Regions from separate parts of the Zea mays genome. Here region 1 is linked to region 2. A link is a contact called in public Hi-C data. All regions are on one chromosome and are shown on one strand. Each heading gives the region's core, a stretch centred on a gene start, on an enhancer-like site or on the middle of the called end of the contact. The rest is flanking DNA. Distances are from core to core; before and after follow the strand shown. Region 1 holds the start of LOC100283879 (SEC13-related protein). Region 2 holds the start of LOC103634978 (GDSL esterase/lipase At1g28590).

Region 1 (6,660 bases), core at 1,467-3,966, 130 kb before region 2:
GCGCTACAAGTGCAAAGCTTGCATTAGAGCACCAAATATATCCAATTAACCATTATCCTGAACAGAATAACTGATATATGAACACCTGAGTGAGCAACGAATTAACCATGGGAAAGAAAAGGCACTGAATCGAGAAACAGAATGCTCCACATATACAACAAGTTCATTTTTCACTTCTGCCCGAGCCTGAAATCACGTCTCAAGTAGTCATGCACCGTGGCCTGCTTGCTACCCACACAGGGCCATAGGTACACAAAAACTACAAGTATTAAGGCAATATAGACGAGGGACAACTCTAGAGACCTATGGCTCAACAGTCGTCACTTGCTGCCATTCGCCGTCCACAGCTTCCTTCCACAGGGTCACATTGTTGTTGCCGTCAGACACCGCCAGTATATTCCCAGTCAGTGACCACGACAGCCTCCACACAGGGGTCCTGAAATCATACAGCAACCGGCCTTCCCACTGCTCGCCTTCTTTTGCTGCTGTCCAGATAACAACTGTTCCATCCTGAGAGGCGCTGGCGATGGTGGACTTTGGAAGGCCCAGGTTTGGCGCCCACGCGACGTCTCTCACCCAGTCCTTGTGCATCTGTAGGGCGGGGAAACAGTCCATCCGCCAACTGCCGTTGTTGAGCTTCCACACCTTCACCGTGTTGTCACAGCCACCGGAAGCGAGTTTCTGAACATACTCAAACTGACCAGAAGACCCCGCGCTGATTAGAGCTCCCGGTGCCATTGCAGGAGCCCAAGAAACTGAGGTCACACCAACCGGATGCGCCTGATCAATACGCGTGGTATCCCAACCTCCATCAGAACGAGCAGTGAAGACTGAAATGTTCCCATCTGATGAACCACAAGCCAAGCATAGACCCAGCTCATGAGGCGCCCACGCGATGGAATTCACGGAGGACTTGTGCTCAGCAAAGGTGTGTACCAGTGCCCATTCATCAGGCTTGCTTCCTTCCTTCCAGATGATCACTCGGCCGTCGTAGCTGCAGGATGCAAGCATGGAACCAAACTTGGGATGAGCCCATGCGACTTGCCATACTGGGCCCTGGTGTCCACTCAAAGTTGCAAGCTGCTGGTGTGAGGTTCCACTTACGCCAATGATCTTTATTGTATTATCAGAGGAGGATGTAGCTAGGCGCTTGCCATAGTAATCCATGGCGACATCATGCACCACATCTTGGTGCCCCGTCTCGATCTTATGGGGCGGCATTGCTCCAATGATCTAACTTTAACTTAGCAAAATGACAACCTTCTTCCGCGTTCACCACTTCAGTCTCCTATATGAATAAAAGTGAGGATATCAGATAGATGATAAATCAAAAAATAACATAAGTACAAAAGGTATGCACACTTAGTAGCTAAAAATGTTACCGAGATAAACATCATATATTCATATGAAGTTATACAGAACACTGATGGTCTACACAATACCATGCGTGCGTGGAAGTGTGTGGATGTTTTCCACAATGGGCCAAGTTCATTGTTCGCCAGATTGCATGCTAAAACACAGGACGATTTGATTGAGGATACACCTCTGAACAATAAATTTCATCTAAAATTAGCTTACCAAGCTCCAGATACTGGGCAATGGTATATCTATCACAGGATCAGGAAAATAACGCCAACCCACCAGTTAGCAATGTTCCAGAATGGCGACGGGGCATTATTTTTGGAAGAGAAGTAGGAAAACATAGTCCAGCATTATACACATAAAATGCAGTACATCTGGCAAGATAATGTCTTTTGCACTTGTTTGAAATTTTCAAACCATGCATATTCATAACCAAACCCTGAAATAGACCCAAAATAGCTTAAAGAGCTGAGACAACAGAGGTTTGAAGCAAAAATATATGCAGACAGTGATGTCACTAATAAATACTAATCTCACGAAGATAACTCATCTTCGTAACTTTATGATGCTACAATAGAAGACTGGATCGTTTAGGTTTTTTTTTGTGAACCGAAGACGGCAAAAGCATACTTGTTTTGCAGAAACATCCAGCACGAATCAATACAAGTGTAGAACACACTGGGACTTGGTTTTGAGAAGGAAAAAAAACAATATTTGCATCTATCTTCAACCAACCTAGCAGCATACATTTGCAGCAGAAGGGTGTAGAACCAAATACCACAACCTAAATAAGTAGCTGCAGTCCCTCCTCTGCCTCACTGAAAAAATCTGTAGCTGCACTCCCTCCTCTGCGTCACTGCTAGACTTGGGTATGCTCAGAAATCCGAATCGACGAACACGAGCGCTAGCGAACACGTCCCGGTGCCAGACACCCAAAACAGAAAGGGTCGAAGGGTTGGATCTGCGAGATCCCTATAATATGCTGCCTATACGAAACTAATAAAAGCGTTTTCCCAAAAAAATCCGTCCCTACGGTGAACAGGCCGCCCCGTAGGACTTGCGGCCCGACCTAGGCTAGGCTGGCTGGGCGTGGTACCACAGATGAAACGACCAACCGATTCCACGCGGGTCAGGACCAAATCGATCGCTGGGTACACCCGAGGAGGTGGGGAGGAAGAAGATTGAGCCGAGAGTTCTTGCCTTACCCGCGGACGATGAGGAGCCGACGCCGGCGCCGGCGTCCAGGGACAGGGAGGAGGAGGAGGGGATTGCTGCCGCTGGCGGCGGAAGCCGGAACCGGAATGGGAATTGGCGAGGACTGGACGGCGCGGCCCTCAGGACGCGTGCTGGGCCTATACGGCCTTTTGGGTGATACTGGTACCGGGCTTGGGACGCTTTAACCGGTTGCAGATCGCGGCCGAAATGGCCCAACGAGGAATGCAGTTGGGCTAGGCCCACTGTTTGTTTGTCGTTGCCGTGATATCAGGCCACGGAGAGAGTCGGAGAAGGTGGTCCAGCCAGCGTTCGGCTCCCTCTCCATTGCCGCTTGCATGCATCGTCCGTCCCCCGCGCGCACGGCCTGGCCTGGCCTGGTCGAATTGGAGCGGCCGGCGGCGGGTGCTGACGTCTTCTTCTCCGCTTCCTGTGGGCTCGTAGTCGTAGCCGGTGGCGGTGCTGCATTGGATTGGATCTGAAGCAACAAGCAAACGCACAACGCAGCAACCATGGTGATGATGACGGCACCGTGCGTGACGTAGCCTGACGCCACCAAATATTCCCTAGCACATGTTTCCAGAGAGGGAGCCTTCTTCTCCAGGCCAAAAAGGCAAAAGCCACTGTCTCGGCTTCTCTGCCAAAAACGCCCTCGATCATCCCAACATCACGCGCACTACTGCTGATAACACTGAAACGTCAGCATTACTTACCCGGGCCGCGCATGATCCGAATAAAGCCGGCCGATCTGAATTCGACAAGAGGGCAGTAGTATATATCTTAAATAAACTACAGGTGCCATCACATGCTTCCATTCACTTGCGCAGTTCCGCCCCATCGTCAGTCGTCACCCCGATCCATCATCTTTCTTCAGTTCTTGCCTTGCTATATAACTATATATACTGTATTATTGCTGCATGCAAGTAATGCAATAGTCACAAGTTGTACCACGCGTTCATCGTTCGGTCAGAAGCTCAGAACCAAGGAGACCTTTAGGACGTACGTTAGGGTAAACCAACTACAAACACATGGCCGGCCAGGGGAGGGTGCGCGGCCGCTCTGGCCCCGAAGTATATACCGAGTATATTATTATCACACCCGAATTTAAAGGATAAAGCTGAGTATATCTCATATATACGCTAAAGAAGAAAATAATAAAATATATAGAGATAAATGTCACAAAATATTATTACGTAGCGGAAGTTTTACAAAAATAAATGATAAATATAAAGCAAACTAAACGTCCATCATTAGCGTTATAAAGCTGACTGAGAGACACTACCTAGATTAACTCGTACCCCTCATTGTACGGCTCCTCCTGGACGGCTGGACCATATGTTCTTCTCCTGTGGAGGGTTATATATATAGATGGCCAAACGGGCCGGCACGGCCCGACCCGGCACGGCCCGTCGCCGGCACGGCCCGACGGCGGCACGGCCCGCCAGGCCCGGCTAGTGAACCGTGCCGTGCCCAGATGGGCCGGCGTGCCGCTGCCGCGGCCCAGGCACGGCCCGTGAGTCTGTTAGTCGTGCCGGGCCGGCCCGGTGGCACTATGGCCCATCTGAGTATATTGTAGAATTTAGCAAAAAATGTGTAGTTGTGAGGGCTCGAACCCACAACCTAGTGAGTAAGAAGCTTAAACGCATCCATCTAACCAGTGCAACTGCAGTTTTATTGTGTTATATGTTGAATTCTTATAATTAATATATGTAAACTATTATTTTTAAAATAAAAAATGTAACCGTGTCGTGCCCGTGCCAGCACTACGGGTCGAGATAGTGGCCCAGGCACGGCACTATAGCCGTGCCGTGCCAGGCACTGGCACTATACTAACCGGACCGGGTCGTGCCTGGACCGTGCTTTTTCGTGCCGTGCCTGGGCCGGCCCATCGTGTTAGTGCCAAATGGCCATCTATAGTTATATATCACAAGTGTGAGCTCACAAAAAATCATAGCTCAACAAATTGTAGAGAATAATGTGCATGAACTCACCAAAGGTATGAGTTCATGTAAAGTGTAAAATTGTTCAACAATAGGAGTTCAAGCCGAGCATTGCTTTTAATAAGTTGGTCAAATTTTATTAGCAATTACTATATGTAAGTAAATATCATACCAGAATAATAATAGAACAAAATTAATAATAAATCACATGCAATGCAAATGACAAATTGAATTTAGTTCCATAGTTTAACCATGCGAGAGTCGTGAGCTGTTCATGACCACGAGCACGGCTAGTATACCAGTTTTACACTCTGCAGAGGTTGTACCATTTACCCACAAGTCATGTTACTCATCTGCCACGGGGTTGTACGGGTCCAATACACCTCTACCAAGGAAGCGAGGCAGGTGTTGAACACAGAAAAAGGCCGCGAGGACGGTCCGCGGTGGTAGCGCAGAAGGTCCGCGCGTGCGCAGAGTCAGTTAGGGTTCCTAGTTTCTCGCGGGATTTGTTACCTAAAACCGCGGGATTAGCTCGGGAAACAGTTTGTAGCGGATCCAGACCTCCCCCTTTATATAGATGAAGGGCTACAACCGATTGAACCCCCAACAATCGATCAATCAAGTCTATTTCTTGTTTTTACCTTATGCATTAGGAGTAGTTCTAGTCTAGCCCTAGTTTAGCCTCTTAATCCTAAATTCTTTGCTTCTCTTCGGCCCTATGTCGATTAGAGGTGTTTAGGTCGGTCTACCGAGCCTAGACAACACCTAGGATCTCTCCTCCCCGACAGGGTCCCTCCCGTGAGCGAGATCCAGGCGCCGTTGGCGATCTTCGCCGACCCTGCGTACGCGCAGACCGTCCGGCCCGTCAGGCAGGAACACCAGTGAAAGTCGCCTAGAGGGGGGTGAATAGGCAAATCTGAAATTTACAAACTTTAAGCACAACTACAAGTCGGGTTAGTGTTAGAAATAAAACCGAGTCCGTTAGAGAGGGCGAAAACAAATCACAAGAAAATGAACGCGGATGACACAGTGATTTGTTTTACCGAGGTTCGGTTCTTGCAAACCTACTCCCCGTTGAGGTGGTCACAAAGACCGGGTCTCTTTCAACCCTTTCCCTCTCTCAAACGGTCACCTAGACCGAGTGAGCTTTTCTCCTTAATCAAATGGGTCACTTAGACCCCACAAGGACCACCACACAATTGGTGTCTCTTGCTTTGATTACAAGTGTCTTGGTAACAACAATGGGGAAGAAGAAAAGCGATCCAAGCGACAAGAACTCAAATGAACACAAATATCTCTCTCTCACTAGTCACTAAATGTTTGGAGTGATTTTGGACATGGGAGAGGATTTGATCTTTTGTTTGTATCTTGGAGTGAAGTCTAGAGCTCTTGTATTGAATGCAATGGCTGAAAACTTGGATGCCTTGAAGTGGTGGTGGTTGAGGGGTATTTATAGCCCCAACCACCAAACCAACCGTTGGGGTTGGGCTGCTGTCGATGGGCGCACCGGACAGACACTGTCCGGTGCGCCAACCATGTCACCCAATCGTTAGGGTTCGACCGTTGGAGCTCTGACAGCCTGGGCCACCGGACAGTCTCATGGTGCACCGGACATTCACTGTTTACTGTCCGGTGCGCCTTCTGGCGCCTGCTCTGACTCTACGCGCACTGTCCGCGCACTGTAGCGCTTTTCAGGTTTCCGTTGGAGTCGACCGTTGCTCTATAGCTGTTGCTCCGCTAGCACACCGGACAGTCCGGTAAATTATAGCGGAGTGGCTTTTCCAGAAACCCGAAGGTGGCGAGTTCGAGTTGATTCACCCTGGTGCACCGGACACTGTCTGGTGGCGCACCGGACACTGTCTGGTGGCACAACGGACAGTCCGGTGCGCCAGACCAGGGCAGCCTTCAGTTTCTTTTGCTCCTTTCTTTTTGAACCCTATCTTGGACCTTTTTATTGGTTTGTGTTGAACCTTTGGCACCTATAGAACTTATAATCTAGAGCAAACTAGTTAGTCTAATTATTTGTGTTGGGCAATTCAACCACCAAAATTATTTAGGAAAAGGTTTGACCCTATTTCCCTTTCAACCTCCCCTTTTTGGTGATTGATGCCAACACAAACCAAAGCAAATGTATAAGTGCAGAATT
Region 2 (6,323 bases), core at 3,229-5,728:
GGCTTACACCTTTTACTAAATTAATTTTGGTGGTTGAATTGCCCAACACAAATAATTAGACTAACTAGTTTGCTCTAGATTATGAGTTCTACAGGTGCCAAAGGTTCACAACAAACCAATAAAAAGACCGAGAAAGGATTCAAATATTGAGAGCAAAAGTCAGCCGAAGTGTGCCCTGGTCTGGCGCACCGGACAGTGTCCGGTGCACCAGGGACTCCAACTCCGAACTACTCACCTTCGGGAATTCTGGAGGCCGCTCCGCTATAATTCACCGGACTGTCCGGTGTGAACGGAGCAACGGCTACTTCGCGCCAACGGTCGACTGCAGAAGACATTAAATGCGCTACAGTGCGCGCCAGAGTCAGAGCAGAGCCAGATGGCGCACCAGACACTGAACAGTGCCTGTCCGGTGCACCACCGGACTGTCCGGTGGCCCAGAAGACAGAAGCTCCAACGGTCGGAATCCAACAGTTTGGTGATGTGGCAGGCGCACCGGACAGTGTCCGGTGGCGCACCGGACTGTCTGGTGCGTCATGCGACAACAACCTTCACCAAACGACTAGATTGGTGGTTGGGGCTATAAATACCCCCAACCACCCAACATTCATTGCATCCAAGTTTTCCAACTTCCTACATCTTACAAGAGCTATAGCATTCAATACAAGACACACCAAAGAGATCAAATCCTCTCCCAAGTCCATAGTTCATTCCAAATCAAATAGTGACTAGTGAGAGAGTGACTTGTGTTCATTTGAGCTCTTGCGCTTGGATTGCTTCTTTTTCTCATTCTTTCTTGTGATTAACTCAATTGTAACCGAGGCAAGAGACACCAATTGCGTGGTGGTCCTTGCGGGGACTTTGTGTCCCGTTTGATTGAGAAGAGAAGCTCACTCGGTCTAAGTGATTGTTTGAGAGAGGGAAAGGGTTGAAAGAGACCCGGTCTTTGTGACCACCTCAATGGGGAGTAGGTTTGCAAGAACCGAACCTCGGTAAAACAAATCCTTGTGTCACACTCCTTGTTTGCTTGCGATTTGTTTTTCACCCTCTCTCTCGGACTCGTTCTTATTTCTAACGCTAACCCGACTTATAGTTGTGCTTAAATTTATAAATTTCAGATTCGCCCTATTCACCCCCCATCTAGGCGACTTTCACCAGCGCAAGCGCAGGTTCAGTAAAGAATCAGCGGACAAAATTAGCAAGATTGTAGCGAAAATTGTTGCAAGACTTAACTTGTACTCCCCGCTCCTAAATTAAAATTCATTTTAGGTAATCAATGGTGGATTCATGTATGTGTTTTAGAGCAAGTATAATAAGAGACGGTAAACTGACTAAATACTTGAGGTGGAGGAAAGAGAGGAGAAAGGGGCTATGAACTTACCGTCAGTTCACATAGAAACCAAGAACTTTATCAAAAGGATGAGAGGGGGTCCTATATTAATAGTGAAGAGCTTAATATTATACGGATAGGCTGCAAAGATTATTATAGCCAACGATCAACTATATTATTAAATATAGATATAAAAATCAAGAGCTTAAACAAATAATATTTTGGGGTGAAGGGAGCACAATAATACACACAACATCCTACATCCGGAGATCCCGTGAGGATAGGAAAAATTAAGGTGTTGTTTGGTCTAGATCCTGCAGTGGGAACGATGTGTTGCAGGATAGTTATTACCATGTTTTGTTTAGTTGGCTCGTGACTATACATGTCCAAACGCGTCGGGCTTGCCGTCCAGTCCAAAACCTGGCACATGTTTGGCCCGGTCCAAATCCGGCACGACACGTAGTGAACCGGGTCCGTGTCGGTCCGGCTCGGTCACCAAGTCATGCCAGAGCCGAAGACGTGGCACGGCGGTCTAGGCCCGACACAGCCCAGTTTTATTTTTTCTATTTGTTCATATAAATACATATATTATACTTGAATATAGAGTATGAAACGCAAGAAACATGTGTTTTGTTAGTTATATTGGTGTAAATAAATGTTTAGAGCTAATAAATATGGTTTAAACCCTCTATATATGCATATTTTAGGATATTTTTATTAGTTAAACGTGATATGTTGTTATGTGCCCGTTAGTCCCGTCGGATCGAGAGCCGGACCGACACAATTATTAACCTAGTGGGTTCTGCCTGGGCCTCGCTCGGGGACTGTGGGACAGCACACGACACTGTCCGCTAGCTAATCCAGACCGGACTGGCACGATCCCAATCCGTGCCGAGCCTAGCCGTACTCGAGTCTGACACGATCCCTCCCATTTGAACATCTATACTATCTACCGCATCGGATGACATCCAACCATTGCATTCGAGCCCAACCAAACAACAGCCACAGCCAACGGGATTTACCGTGGTAAACCAATCACGTCGCATGAAGACCCAAACAAACACGTCCTAAGACTAGTTACTGTATGTATATATGCTTCGTCATATTACTTTTGATGTAGCTCGTATGTATATATTTGTGTAACGCATGCATGTTGCATTATCATAAAAAAACAATGGGATTTCTAGCGATTTTAAAACAGTTACGACTTTTATATAGACGTGATAAGTCATACGACATAGTTAGGCGCCTTCCTGTGTGGCTTCGTAATGTCCTAGATATTTGGTTATATATAGATTATTGTAACCAATCTATATCCCGAGCGTGCACAAATCAGTAAAAAAAAAGATCGACCTGCACAACAACCACACATGTATGCGTCTCTCCGCATTCTACACCTGTGCTATGCACGAACACAAAATATAATTATACGTGTTATGTAGAGAAGATATCTATACATGCCGAAAATGTTGAGGTCCTCCTCCTCCTTAGATTAAATTCAAAAGACGTTCATCGAACAGTAGTGCCTCATGAATCAAATCAGACACAAAACTCAACAAATTATTTACGTGATTCCCGGCCGCAAGAAATTGAATTAATACACGCATCCGCATCGCCTAGTTCGCTACGCCGTGTCGAGAATGGGCGGGTTGGCATAGGGTCCCCTGAGCCAGCCATCGGCGACGCGGTGGTACGCCGCCTCGGTGAGGTGGACGCCGTCCCAGTTGACGTACGCCGACGGGTTCGGGCAGGCGGCCACGCCGGGCATCCCGCACGCGGCGCTCAGGTTAAAATTGTACTTGCCGCCGCCACCGCCGCAGCAGTCCCTCAGCGCGGAGTCGAAGCCGAAGCGCGTCGGCGCGGCCGCGAAGGCGATGACGGGGCCGTACAGGTCGGCGTAGGTGACGCGCGCGCCGGGGTACCTGCCGCCCAGCGTCGTCAGCGCCTGGCTCAGCTGCGCGTTGTGGTCCCTGGATAGCTCGTTCATTCCCTTGAGGCACCCCGTGTCGGGCTCGTAGTCGGCCGGGTCCTGGCTCGCCAGCAGCACCAGGTTCCCCGGAGCGCAGCCCATCGGCGAGATCCCCGACACCACGACCGCCGTGGCGCCGTCGTTGATCAGCTTCTGCATGCATCATGCACACGGCGCCAATAGAGGTGGAGTGAGTGATCGGCGCCTTGCGTTGATGTGCGATCATATGGACCATGCACAATGCATGCATGTCAGCTACAGTTGGTATGGTATACGTGCCTCCGTGGCAGCGACGATTGTTGCGACGATCTGAGGCACGTAGGATTGCGCTTCGGCGACGCTTTTGCCGCCGACCACCATGACCCCGTAGTCGTTCCAGCCCAGCTCGCCCACGACGAACAGCGCCTTCGTGAAGTAGTCCTTGCATGCTACAGAGAGCGCATGCATCGGCAATGTGATGATGATAGGATGATGGCGTCGTACGTGGCGTCTCAAACGACGACGGCGGCCGGATCAGTTACGTACCTTGGGGTGAGCCGCAGAGCGCGGGTTTCATGGCGTCGAACCAGCCCAGCTCGTCAGCGAGAGAGATGTTGTTCGGAGGAGGCACGGCACCGCCGGCGACGGCCAGCTGTGGGTAGAGCGCTGGCCTCGTAGTGCTCGTCTTCAGCGCCGTGGCGCCAGCCACGGCGAAGTTCGCGCCTTGCTTGAAGCTCTGGTCCTTCGCCAGCGAGGGCGGAAGGAGAGGTAGCCCCAGTGCCTGGGCTGTGTACATACACCGAACGACCAATGGGCAACGAATTAATCGATCAATTAGGTATTCAGGAATAGGTGCGGCATTGCCGGCGTCGAGAATATAAGGAGCGAACAATGAAATTATCCTCGCCGCGGAAGAGACTCACCGATGAAATCTATGACCAGTCTGCCGTCGGAGAGGCGACCGGCCGGATGTCCGAAGAAGGTCATCCCGAACGGCGGCTTGTTGATCCACAGATCCGCCGCCGCCGGGCCGTAGAGGATGACCTTGTTGCCGGTGTCGGTGTAGGAGTCGCCGAAGCTAAAGATCGAGGTATACTGGGCTTGCATCGAATAGGAGAAGCTGGAGAGTAGCAGAGAGATTTGCAGGCAAAGGATTACGTGCTGCATTGTTCTTTTTCCTGACGAACAACGAAGGACTGCTTTCTGTACTTCTTAATCTCAAGACAAAAGACAGAGAATACTTCCGAAGAACTTGTATCTGAGTCTTTTTATAGAGAAGAACATTTGGCGGATCATGGATGACTTCCTTACTATTTGAAACGGAAATAATTAAACAGAGAATAAAATATTATGTGCGTTTTTGGCATCTGGTCATTGAAAATTATAAAGTATAGCCATAAGCTGTATATATACTATAAGTATTGTCTACAAGAATGTAAATACTATACTAATAGCATTTACTGTTTATTTTCCATATATCGCCATTCCCTGTCGATTTGTTATGATTTTCTCTTCCTTGTTTTCTTCTTCTACAAAACCTTTTAGCGGAAAGCTTCAACTCAATATCTAGAACCCTAGGAGGATTGGCGCAACTTTCTCCGCCCTTGGCACAGTGTGAGCAGCTCCTACTCGGGTGGTCACTGGCCACATGATCATCCTTCCTGCATGCAGGCGACACAGTGGGCTCTTATTTGTTCTTACGAATTAGGCCCAACTAAAACCAACAAGGTAACACAGGCCTGCTGCAGGTATGATTTTTTCCCTTCGTCTAGTACTTGCGAGTGTTAGGCTGCCAAAAACATAACTCCACGTTATCTAAGAGAAAGACATCTATTTGATCCCTCAGAATTAAATTTGAAAGCAAAATTTAAGGTCCCTCCAGCGGCGTTCCTATTATATCCCTCAGATTTAGGCCTTTTCGTTTACACCAATCAAGCTCTACATTAGTATGGATTGGAATTAAATCCATGCCACAATCTATGCACTAAAATAATCGAAGTCTACTCTATTGTTTATTCGGTTAAACTCATCATGAATTATAACCCAAGGATTTAGGAATTTTTTAAACTATGGAAGACATAGATTCTATCCATATCTCATTAGGTATGAAACAAATCAATGAAGATATTGCACAAGTTTATATTAGAATCCATGGATCAAAAGAATAGGTAGCTTTGAGAGATACATGGATTAAATGGTGGATTTAATCCCACCATGAGATTGGGTGTGACATATGAATTCACCCAATCCAGAACCAGATTAAATTCATGGTGGGATTTATTCCCTTGTAACCAAACAAGGCCTCAAGAGCATCTCCAAGAAATCACTTAAAACACCCCGAAAAGTATATTTTGGCAAAACTTCACGTTTTTAGCCCAACAACAGGCTCCCCAATTTCTTCTCAAATAGATCTCATCCCGAATACGAGCTCCTCCTCCCCAATCGACAGTGCATGCGCGAAATTGCGAGTCCCGCGAAAAATTGCCCGCGCAAGGGTCTGTTGGAGCTGCACGCGGGTGCGGGAAGCGTTCATGTCGTCCGGCTCGAGCGGCGGCAGTGGCGGGGGATGATTGAGTGGCGGTGGAGGAGGCAGCCGAGGCGGTGGCGAGTACTGGCAGTTGGAGATGCGGTCTAGTGGATTTGCTTCTCTGAATGAGCCGGTGAACTCCATCGGCGACTGATTGCCCCAAATGCAGGTGACCAGCGGAGAACTCGACATCGACCGCACTGGTACCTTGTCCGTGTGTGCCTGGACGTGAGGACGTGAGGTGGAGTAGATTTCCCCTCATGAGCTACATACCTTCATTAGATCAACATATGAATAAAAATATAAATTGATGAAGATAATTGTTGCGTTTCATCAATTCATATATATATTTTTATTCCACAAAACATATGAAAATATTAACAATGTTAATATTACAGTGATACATTCAGCTTGCTCAAAGAAGAGGTCGCGAGAGAGTGATTACAATTACACATGAACAGTACGGTGCTACTGTTCATCTATTTATAAGCACATGACTCGGTCCAGATAAAATTACATTC

What was found. Hi-C and Micro-C count contacts between places; a contact is called where the count stands out from the background.
Region 1: a contact with region 2 is called in a Hi-C map of ear, with 2.0 times the contacts expected there. The contact joins the promoter of LOC100283879 here to the promoter of LOC103634978 in region 2. A contact is called at or near these places in 2 of 25 Hi-C or Micro-C datasets (ear and tassel).

Annotation. Positions count from the first base shown.
Region 1 is chr8:25,766,895-25,773,554 of Zm-B73-REFERENCE-NAM-5.0, reverse strand. It overlaps LOC100283879 (SEC13-related protein), which reads right to left and starts at 2,716. Exons shown (of 2, transcript NM_001348977.1): 1 at 2,563-2,716; 2 at 106-1,288. The coding sequence starts at 1,221. The coding sequence ends at 304.
Region 2 is chr8:25,640,583-25,646,905 of Zm-B73-REFERENCE-NAM-5.0, reverse strand. It overlaps LOC103634978 (GDSL esterase/lipase At1g28590), which reads right to left and starts at 4,478. Exons shown (of 4, transcript XM_008657552.2): 1 at 4,199-4,478; 2 at 3,822-4,061; 3 at 3,576-3,724; 4 at 2,827-3,449. The coding sequence starts at 4,442. The coding sequence ends at 2,952.